2 separate regions of the Oryctolagus cuniculus genome follow, and region 1 is linked to region 2. A link is a contact called in public Micro-C data. All regions are on one chromosome and are shown on one strand. Each heading gives the region's core, a stretch centred on a gene start, on an enhancer-like site or on the middle of the called end of the contact. The rest is flanking DNA. Distances are from core to core; before and after follow the strand shown.

Region 1 (5,049 bases), core at 1,170-3,669, 170 kb before region 2:
TGCCCCCCCCCCCAGACACAACTGCTCGCTCACGGCAGTGCACAGCACATGGGGCCTGGGAAGGAAGGGGTTCTATTTACACCTGCCCTCCCCCACCTAAACCAGGCAGCTGGAAGCTACAATCATTCATGACTGCCTGGGATCCAGCTGGACCCTAGAGGGAGGTTACCATGGCAACAGGCACCTGGTCTCCATCCCCAAGGCCTTGGATGGAACTGGTGCTTTCCCCTGAAGTCTCCTAAAAGTAGCCTCACCCCCACCTGGAAGTATGGAACCTGAGAGTAACTGTGTGTGACCTTGGAAAGTCCTGTCTCCTTGCTGTGTCTCAGTTTGCCATCTGCAAAATGGAATCCTATCCAAACTCTCAAGTTCTTTCCTGCTCTGACCCACTGGGTGTTCCTGTTGCCCCACCCCAGGCTGAAGTCTGGGGTAAAACTGGGACCACCCCTGACTTCCTCATTTCCCTCTTCTACACCCCTTTTGTTGGCTTCCTGGGAGTTTGCTCTTCCACAGGAAAGCTGCCCTGGGCACTCCCTGGAGAACAATGGCTTGGTTACAGATCCCAGCTCTGCCACTCACAGAATGGTGTGATTCTGGGAAAGTCACTATACCTTTCTGAATATCAGTCTCTTCGCCTGCAAAACAGGGCTTTTTAAGGCCTTGGACTTCTGCCACCCATGTGGGAGACCAGGATGGAGTTCCTGGTTCCTGGCTCTGGCCTTGCCCAGTGCTAATCATTGTGGCCATTTAGGGAGTGAACCAGGGCATGGAAGATCAATCTGTCTCTTCTCTCTGTCTCTCCCTCTGCCTTTCAAATAAAATAAATCTAAAAAAAAAAAAAAAAAAAACACTGGGATTTACTGCCTACCTTTACCACTTGTTGCCCGGATGAAGTGGCTGGCACAGCACCTGGCACCCGGTGACAGCGTGGTATTTGCCTCCAGCCCCACCCCCTCACCCCAGCCAAAGGGTCCAGAGGCCCCAGTGAACGGAGCCAGCAGCAGGGAGAGCCAGGGAGGGAAGAGCGCATGTTCAAGGTGATACAAGGGCTGACACCCTTTCCCAACTCACTCTGTAGGGGACGGGACCCTGAGAAGCAACCAGGCAGGAACGGTGAGCTGGCAGCTGGAGGCCTGAGGGATTCCCGCACCAGGCACTGCGGCTTTGGGAGTCTCCTGGCCTCCACTGTTCCTCTCATGCAACAGCAGCTCATTGCCAGGCACCTACTGTGTGCTGGCAGGGAGAGCCTGCGCTCACAGATCCTCACTCTCACACTACAGCTGGGGACACTGAGGACAGAGGCGGGAAGTGACTGTCCGAGTTCACACGGCTGATCTTGAACTCACAAACTACCTGTACTCTAAAGAAGTTTGTCCGGATCGGAAGCTGAGAGCTCCTGGGAGAAGAGGCAACGGTGCCCACCCTCTCCACCTGTGCAAGGCAAAGTGCAGAGGACCGGACCTGGATGCAAACCCCAGGTGTTGGGCTCCTCACCCAGGAACACAGCCTTCCTGGGGTCGCTGGTGTCCAGGAACCTGCTGGACCCTGTCTGTGATCTCAGCCAGGAACTCCGGCCGGTAGCACACCCTCCACGACCTTGAGAGGGTCTCAGGGGCTTCCGCTGGATGTCTCTCCAGTAGCCCAGAGCCTCAACCCCCCATTCTCCCACCTCTGACCTCCTAGGGACCTCCGGCCTCTGGCGCCCTTGCTAGTCCCCTCTCATACCCCTGTGCTCGAACACAGAACTCCCCTCCCCTGAGTCCTAGTGTGCCGCCGACCTCATCCACACCTGTGCCTTCCGTGTCCACCCATAGCCCCAGAAACCCCTGCGACCTTGGAGCCCCCCAGTGCCCTGGGAGGTTTCCTCACACGCACCCAAGCCCCCCGACAGGGGCCGCCAACTCCACATCCGCGGCGCGCAACCAGCCCCGCGGCCCCTGCGCCCTCAGCGTCCCCACAGACAGCGCGCCCCGCTGCCCCGCATAGGCGCCCGCGCCCACCTTTGATGCTGATGCCCAGCCCGCCCGCGTCGGCCTTGCGCACCGTCACGCGGCGCCGCTGGAGCAGCAGCGCCTCGGGCAACTGCGGGGGCGCCGCGCCCGGCTCAGCGGCGCCGTTGAGCTGTGCGGGCTCCGGCTCCCGCGCAGCGCCGGGCTCGGGGCCTGGCTCGCCGTCGGCGGGGCTCACGGTCAGCGCGTCCTCCGCCAGACTGACCAGCACCCGCTGCCAGCGCTCTCCGCCTGCCCCCGCGCCCGTCCCGGCACGAAGCTCCAGCAGTCCGGTTCGCGGGGCGCGCCTGCCGGACGCCATCTTCGCCACCGAGCCCCCGGGTCGCAACCGAGCCCCGGCCCGCCTGCCCGGCCCACTCCGACCCGGCGCCCAGGGCGGAGGGCAGCGGGGGCCCGGCTGGGCCAGCCGCCACCCTACCCCGGCCCCGGGGGTGGAGCCTCGGGGCGGGGCCGCCTCGGGGGTGTGGCCAACGCCAAGGGCGGAGCCAGGACGCGCGAGGGAGGCTGGGGCGGGGCCCCAAGCCCGAGGAGCTGGAGTGGGACCACGTGGAGGGTGGGCCCCACGGGGGCGGGGCGGGGCCGCGGAGGGGCGCGGTTTCGTCTTGGGGCAGGGCCCTGGGGAGCCCTCGGAAGAAACCTTTTCCGTGGCCGTCCAGGAGCACTGACTTGGAGCGCGAGAAAAAGGCGCAGAACCGTGGATACTGGGTGCCAGACGGAGAGCTTTGGGGCACGGCTGAGTTTGGTGGAGGGCCGGGACTCCGGGGGCTTTGACTGCAGAGTTCCTATTGGGGGAGCCTGGGAAGGGGCAGTTGTCCTATTTGAGGATCCGGGCTTTGGCTTGTGGGCGTGGCTTCTGGAGGCCACGGCCCCGCCCACCTGTAGAAGCGCACCTCGGACTCCACGCGGGCCTGCGCGGGTAGGGGGGGTCAGACCTTGAAAGCTGGGGAGGAGTTTAAGAGATAAATGCCCTATTCTGTGCACAGGCCTGGGGAAGAATCCAGAATCATGAGAGGTGTGAGAAGGCTGCAAAGTGGGGCTCTAATTCTGGGGGTCTGGAAGGCTGGCTTCCCATCCTGGCGCAGACACTCTGCTATCTCCTAGTGGACCTTGGTCTTGTCACCTCACCTTTCTATGCCTCAATTCTCTCATCTGTGAAATGGGATCATAATAATCCCTACCTCACGGAATCTTTGTAAGGATATATCAGTGTGGAACACATTGTACACTGTGAATTCCTATGCCATCCATAGATCGCTTTCATTTGTGGTATGCTTGCTATCGGCCAGGCCTAGCGTTGGGCATTTTCTGTGTGTTGTCTTTACAGTAGCCTCACGGGGTAGCTCCTATCAAGAACACCCCCATTATACAGAAGGGAAAACTTGGGTTTCCAAGGTCTAATTGGCCCTGGTCACACACTTAGTAGCAGAGCAGAGCTGGACTCAGACCTAAGCCTATTTGACACCAGGGATTGGTCCCTGAACCACTCTGCTAGACGTTTGCCAAATACAAAATTAAGGTTGTTATCAGAGAAACCCCACCTCTTATCTGCCCCTGTCTCTGTCCTCCTTTTTAGGTGGATAATTAAAATGCCCCACAGGGGCCAGTGTTGTGGCACAGTGGGTAAAGCCACCACCTGCAACACCAGCAGTCCATATGGGCACTGGTTTGAGTCCCAGCTGCTCCACTTCCAATCCAGCTCTCTGCTAATGCACCTGGGAAGGCAATGCAAGCTGGCCCAAGTGCGTGCACCCCTGCCACCTATGTGGGACGCTCTAAAGAAGCTTCTGGCTCTTGGCTTTTGGCCTGGCCCAGCCATCTGGGGAGTGAACCGCTGGATGGAAGATCTCTCTCTCTCTCTCTCTCTCTCTCTCTCTCCCCCTTTCAAATAAGTGATTAGCGGCTTCCTGCTAATGCACATCCTGGGAAGTAGCCATGACTGCTGAGGGCTTTATTTCCTTGCCACCTGCATGGAAGACCCAGATGCAGTTCCATGCTCCTGACTTGGCCTGGTTGAGCCTCAGTTATTGTGGCCATTTGGGGGTGAACCCAAATGGAAGGTCTCTTGTGTCTCTGTCTTTATTTTTTTTTTTTGAAGATTTGTTTATTTATTTGAAAGGCAGAGTTACAGACAGAGAGAAGGAGAGTTAGAGACAAGGGTCTTCCATCTGCTGGTTCACTCCCCAAGTGGCAGCAACAGCCAGAGCTGGCTGATCTGAAGCCAGGAGCCAGGAGCTTCGTCCGGGTCTCCAACACAGATTAAGGGGCCCAAGGACTTGGGCCATCTTCCACTGCTGTCCCAGGCCATAGCAGAGATCTGGATCAGAAAAGGAGCAGCCAGGACTAGAACCAGCACCCATATGGGATGCCGGCACTGCAGGCAGCAGCTTTACCCACTATGCCACAGCACCGGCCCAGTCTGTCTCTTGCTTTCTCTCTCTACCTTTCAAATAAAATGAAAAGGAATTAATGAGGAGTACTCACCTCAGCACTAGGAACCAACTTCCCTCACGTCCTGCACCAGGTGGCACCGAGCTCACAGCCCACCTACTCCCCGTTTCGGCAGCACACATAGCAGAAGGTGATGCTGTGACCGTTCATTCATTCATTCGCCTATGTAACAAATATTTATTAAATACCTACTATGTGTGTCCCATAGAGCGAGGCATAGGAATTCAGTTTAAACAAGACAGACAGGGTCTCAGCTCACAGAGCATACAGTCCACTGGGAGGCAGGATTCCATAGTGGTTAGGAACATGGGTGCTGCATTCTGTTTCATGAATTTGGATTCTTACTGTGTTGTGGCAGGCATGGTGGCACAGTGGTGACACCACATTCCATATCAGAGGGCCAGTTTGAGTCCCAGATATTCCACTTCCCACCTATCTTCCTGCAAATGTGTCCTGGGAAGGAGCAGATGATAAATAGCTCAAGTCCTTGGACTTCTGCCACCTATGTGGGAGGCCCTGATAGAGTTCCTGGCTCCTGGTTTTGGCCTAGCCCAGCCATGGCTGTTGAGAGCATTTGGGGAGTGAACCAGCA
Region 2 (5,243 bases), core at 2,709-5,208:
GGCCCGGCCTCAGGGCACGAGGTTCCAGGGGTCGGGGTTCCCTGAGCATCAGCCCTGGTTCTGCTGCTGCTTGGGGAAGAGCAGAAGCCTGGTCCCAAGACAGCAGGAAGGAAACAGGACACCCGCTAGGCAGCCCAAGTGGGAAGGGACTGCCCTGGGTCACACAGCAAGGCAGGGGCAGAGGGACCAGAGTCCACGCCTCCTGAGCCGGGTGCAAGTCAGCGTGCCCTGGAGGCCGAAGCTACAAACAGAATCCGCGGATGGAGAAAGGAAGCAAGCAGCCCGGTCCCTGGTCCCTGGGCTCAGGCCTCCAGCAGCTGGCCGGGCCCGGGCTGGGTGCCGAGTTGACCCGTTCAGAAGCTCCCGGGGAGGCAGGCAGGGCCCTTGGCTTTTGCAGGTCGGGTTCAGTTGTTATTCATGACCCACCAGGAGGCTGCAGGACAGGAGGTGGGCGTCAGCCATCTCAGGCCCACTGCCCTCCGGGGCCCCGGGCTGCGGCGGGCACTGGGGCTGCAGCACACCTGGGAAGGACACGGTGGTGAGGGTGTCTGGAGCCCGCAGGTGGTCGATGAGGATGCGCTGGAAGGCCTTGCTGCAGGGGGCCTGCTGGTGCCTGGGGAGGGCGCCCGGGGAAGCCGGCTGAGCCCGAAGCCCCGGCTCAGGCCCCTCCCGCCCCGCCCCGCCCCTGGACTCCCACCCCAGGGCCTTCCTCGCGCCGGCTCTGAGCCCATTTCTCCCATGAGAAAGGGGTACATCAGTGTCCACTGCACTGGGGTACAGTGAGGCGTCAGGTGTGGCACGAGACAGCAGGACTGAGTGCTGGACCCCAGCACCTCGCCTGGCCCCTGGGAGAGCAGGCAGTGAGGGCGGCCGGGTTCCCCGCAGGGCCCGTGCTCGCGGCGTGCTGCCTGGTGGGCGTCTCGTACCTTCTCCAGGAGGCCTCGTCCTGCCAGAACTCATACAGGGTGAAGGAGGCCTGCTCCAGCATCTTCTGGGCGGACACACTGCAGGGCCAGAGAGATGGCCGGGCCGGCCCGGGGCTGCTGTGGTGCTGCCCCCAGCCCGGGACGCCCAGCGCCAGCCCCTTCTCTGCGCCCCCCTCACCACCAGCCAGCTGGGCACTCACTGCAGACAACGGCTCTGGGCCCCCGTGAAGTCCATGTAGCAGCACAGGGCCCGGTGGAAGTCCTTCAGGGCCTCCTCTGCCACCTGCACCTGCCTCTGGGCCACCAGGATGTGCTGGCAAGAGAGGCTCCAGTTAGCGGGCGCAGCGCAGGGTGAGGGGCTAGGTGCGGCCTGCAGGAGCACCCCACCCTTCCCGCCGCCACCTGGCCCCCAACATCTCTGACTCCATCCTCCTCGCCCCATCTCTAAAGTGGCTGCCACGATCCAGCCATCGTCCCCCTCTTCTGTGGTTTGTCCCCACCAGCTTCCATCTGTACTGGCCCAGACCTGATTTTGAGCAACACAGATGGGGAATGGAGGCTCAGAGGGGCAGTGACCCCAAAACCCAACACCAGCCAGGCGGGGAGCGGGACGGGGGAGAGGCAGGCATGCACTGCAGGGGGCCCTTGGAGCCCCCCCACCCCACCCCACCCCCGTCCCTGACATCCAGCCACCTGCCTCACCGGGCCAGGCCCCTTGGCCAGGTCCTCTTCCTGCAGGGGTTCCAGCCGGGGGGCCTGTGAAAGACACCGAGTGTGGGCCAGGCCGGGCCGCCCCCCCTGCCCTGCCCCCCCCCCCCCCCCCGCATGCCTGGCCTGGGAGCGGTCGCACAGCACTCACCTTGCACTCAAGCTGATCGATGAGCTCCTGGAGACGGCTGACCTGGAGCCGCCACTGCGACTCGGCCTCCGAGCTGCGTCCTGAGGAACCCGGCGGGGTCAGGCGTGGGCCTGTTGGGCCGGGAGCCCCCTCGGCCCAACAGGAGGAGCAGGCCCTGGGGTGCAGGGGATGCCACACCCACCCCGCCGCAGGCACACCTGTGTCCGAGCAGCCAGGAGACCAGGTAGGCGACCGAGGGACAATTCTCAGGGCCCTGCGCCCTGCCCGCCGGCTGCCGCGGGGCCTGCTCTGCACTTCAGCACTCTCTTCATCTGACCTAGGGAAGGGGTGGCTCAGCCCACCTCCCCTCCACCCAGCCCCAGAGCCCGCCACCCTCGGTCCCTCAGGGTCTCCCTGCCCACGAAGGTGAGTTCCAAGATGCTGGAGTTCAGGGGCCGGCATTGTGGCAAAGTGCCACGATCCCATGTGGGCACCGGTTCAAGTCCAGGCTGCTCCACTTCCAATCCAGCTCCCTGGTTTTGCACCTAGGGATGCAGTGGGAGATGGCCCAAGTCCTTGGGCTCTCTGACACCCACACGGGGGACCCAGCAGAAGCGCCTGGCTTCGGCCTGGCCCAGCCCGTCACTTCGGCCACTGGGAGAGTGAACAAGCAGGTTCTCTGTCTCTGCCCCGTGCCTTTCAAATAAATAATAAAAAATCATGCTTGCTTCATCCGCTTGGGAAAGCCTAGGGCACTGCAGTGTGGGGACAGCAGGCACTCCTGCGTGGGACCCGGGCTGGCAGGGCCCTCACGTACCGCAGGTCGCGGGCCTGGGCCTCCAGCGTGTCGGATGCCCCCTCCAGGGAGCTCTGCAGGGCCTGCAGCTGGCTCGCCGTCTCTCGCAGCAGGAAGCGCGTCACGAACTGGTCCACTTTGGAGGCCTGCTCGTACTCCTGCGGGGCACAGGGGCTGTGGCATCGCCCAGCCTGGGCGGGGAGCCGCCCTCCTGCTCGCTCCCTCGTGGCCGTCAGAGCACGGGGGCAGGCAGACCTGGCACAAGCGGGCACCGCGACCTTCCTTGCTCGCAGGTGTGAGGCCGGCTCTCAAGAGGCCGCTGGCCAGCTGGCTTTCTGGACCACGAGGCCCCTTCCCCACTGGGGCTACCGCCTTCAGGATTGCTATGGCCAGTGAGCCCCCCGCACAGCTAGGCTGGGTGGGGCGGAGGGCAGTGCGCACAGGCCATCCGAGGGCAGGGTGTGGCACACGGTGTCATGTGACCCCACACCTACCAGCTGGTCCCAGACTCAGAACCTACATCCTTGTTCATTCATCCATGCAATAAACTTTGTACTAGGAGCCGCAGCTACAAGACCCAGGACTGCTGCCCACACACACACATCACACCAGCATTGGCCCCAACAAGAATTACCGCTCACCCCCCAAGGTGGGCAGAGGTCAGGGAGCTGACCACCTCAGGACTCTCAGAAACTCCCGCGCTACCTTCACTTCCGTGTGCCTCAGTTTCCCCATCTATAAGAACGTTAACACTCATGACACGGAGCCGTTGAGTGGCTGCGTCAGGGACGTCCTACTTGGGGCTCAGCCCAGCACCTGGCACACAAGTCCTCCACCCCTTAGAGCTGTCGTCACTGCTGTCAGAAATGACACCAACAAGGACCCTGCCCACTGGCACAGGCAACCTGGGCCGGCACACGACTTGCCTCGGCTCAGGCACCAGGTGGGAAGCTCCTGGGCCAGGCTTCCGGTGGAAGACAGGGACGGAGAGGGCTGGGGCCTCCCTGCTGCGACAGGCCAGTAGCATGTGTCCCCGGGAGGTCCTCTCATACGTTCCCTTTTTGGTTCTTAAAATGGCTGACGGGTTTCCCCTAGTTGCAACCAAAATGCCCAGCTGACACAAGCACCCGCTGTGCGCCAGGCACTGCTACACGAAATTGCCCTTAACCCTTGCAGCAACTTCCAGGAAGCACGGCTGAGCCCATTCCACAGATGAGAAGACTTGGGTCAGTGGAGGCCAGAAGCCAGGCCCACACCACAGAATTTCCTCTCTACTCCCCACCGAGGCCCTCGTCTGCGATCCCAAGTCCAGCTTTGATGAGAAACCAAGGCCAGAAGTCACAGAGTAAACAGAACCCAGACTTGCCAGTGGGTGCCTGGAGTGGTGAGGTCAACCATGAGGTCACAATGTGGCCTCCAGGCCAAGGCTAGGCCAGGGTCCCCGGCGGGCAGGGCAGAGGTGGCCTGGGCCGTGGCCCCCAGTGGTGACCAGCACTGCCATGGGAAACAGCAGTTCCCAGAAGCGGGCCAAAGCGCCCACGCAGGCCTGCGAGGAGATCCCGCCTGACGCGGACGAGGCCGGGAGGAAACAGTTCTTCAGCCACCTCAAGGGCAAGAAACCGGGTGTGAGTGCTGGGGGGTGGGCACTGGGCCCAGGAGCAGGCCAGGGATTCGGGGAGCCAGAAGGTGCCCAGGCTTCCAACCCTGGGCAGATGTGCCTCAGGCCAGCCAGGGAGTCAGCCCTGGTTGCCAGCTACTGGGGGCTGTAGCACGGGGAACCCCCTACCGCCCCAGCCCTTCCCCCCTCCTCAAAGGAGCAGAGGCCCAGGACCAGGAGGGGTAGGTGAAGGCTGGGAGGGTGGGCTCTCAGTAAGCCAGCGGGGCTGGGCCGGGGTCTGCCGCGGTGGGCAGGTTGGGTGAGGGTCCCTGGCGCCAAGCAGGGAAGGGTGGACCCCCACCCACTTCCGCCAGGGAAGACAGGTCCTGGGAGATAAGACCAGGTGGTTGAGGGTCCCCGGGAGGCGGGCGCAGCCGTACAGGGTGCTTCCCCTCATGCCCTGCCCCTCCCCCAGGCCAAGATCCTGCTGCTTCTCCACTTGGACAAGCGGCAGCAGAGAGCCGAGGCGGCGGCCGCGGGCCCAGGAGCGCAGCCCGGGGAAGACGTGCCGCGCGGCTCGGTGGGCTTCCCCGCGGCGGCGCCCATGCTGCGGGGAGCGGGCGACGGCACCGAGCGGCGCGAAGGCACACGCGAGAGAGAGATGAAAAAAATCCTGGTGGTGCTGCTACTGCTGGACGCAAGGCTGCGCGAAGACGGGCGCCGCGCGGCGGGCGGGCCCAAGGCCCCCGGCAGCGGGCCGCGGCCCGACGCCAGCCCGCCCGCCTCCAGCGCGGCGCCCGGCGAGGAACGGCCACGCAAGCGGCGCCGCTGCCCTCGCCCACGGCCCTGAGCCGCCGGCGCAGCCCCCTGCCCAGAGACCCGGCCCAATAAAGAGCTCAGAGCAACGCGGCCGCTGCCAGCTCTGCCGGAGAGGGGTGGGCGCCGGGCAAAGCTACCGCGCCAGGGCTGCAGGCCCAAGGGTGGCGGGCAGGGCAAGCCCACAACAAAGACACCCGGCGCAGGCAGAGGGAGGGCCCCAGCCAACAGACACCATCCCGGGGAAGCGGGGAGGGTCAGGGTCTAGAG

The links. Hi-C and Micro-C count contacts between places; a contact is called where the count stands out from the background.
Region 1: a contact with region 2 is called in a Micro-C map of ear pinna, with 3 times the contacts expected there. The contact joins the promoter of SNTA1 here to the promoter of C11H20orf144 in region 2. A contact is called at or near these places in 4 of 6 Hi-C or Micro-C datasets (ear pinna, embryonic fibroblasts, skin fibroblasts and 1 more).

What each region holds. Positions count from the first base shown.
Region 1 is chr11:24,566,500-24,571,548 of mOryCun1.1, reverse strand. SNTA1 (syntrophin alpha 1) reads right to left here and starts at 2,419. Exons shown (of 9, transcript NM_001082333.1): 1 at 2,001-2,419. The coding sequence starts at 2,310.
Region 2 is chr11:24,400,258-24,405,500 of mOryCun1.1, reverse strand. C11H20orf144 (chromosome 11 C20orf144 homolog) reads left to right here and starts at 3,958. Exons shown (of 2, transcript XM_051840254.2): 1 at 3,958-4,185; 2 at 4,633-5,062. The coding sequence starts at 4,060. The coding sequence ends at 5,007. NECAB3 (N-terminal EF-hand calcium binding protein 3) reads right to left here. Exons shown (of 13, transcript XM_017341677.3): 6 at 2,582-2,718; 7 at 1,983-2,101; 8 at 1,786-1,865; 9 at 1,620-1,682; 10 at 1,127-1,239; 11 at 927-1,004; 12 at 522-613; 13 at 1-433. The coding sequence ends at 405. It overlaps LOC127491128 (a long non-coding RNA gene), which reads left to right and starts at 2,096. Exons shown (of 2, transcript XR_007917117.2): 1 at 2,096-2,190; 2 at 2,314-2,485.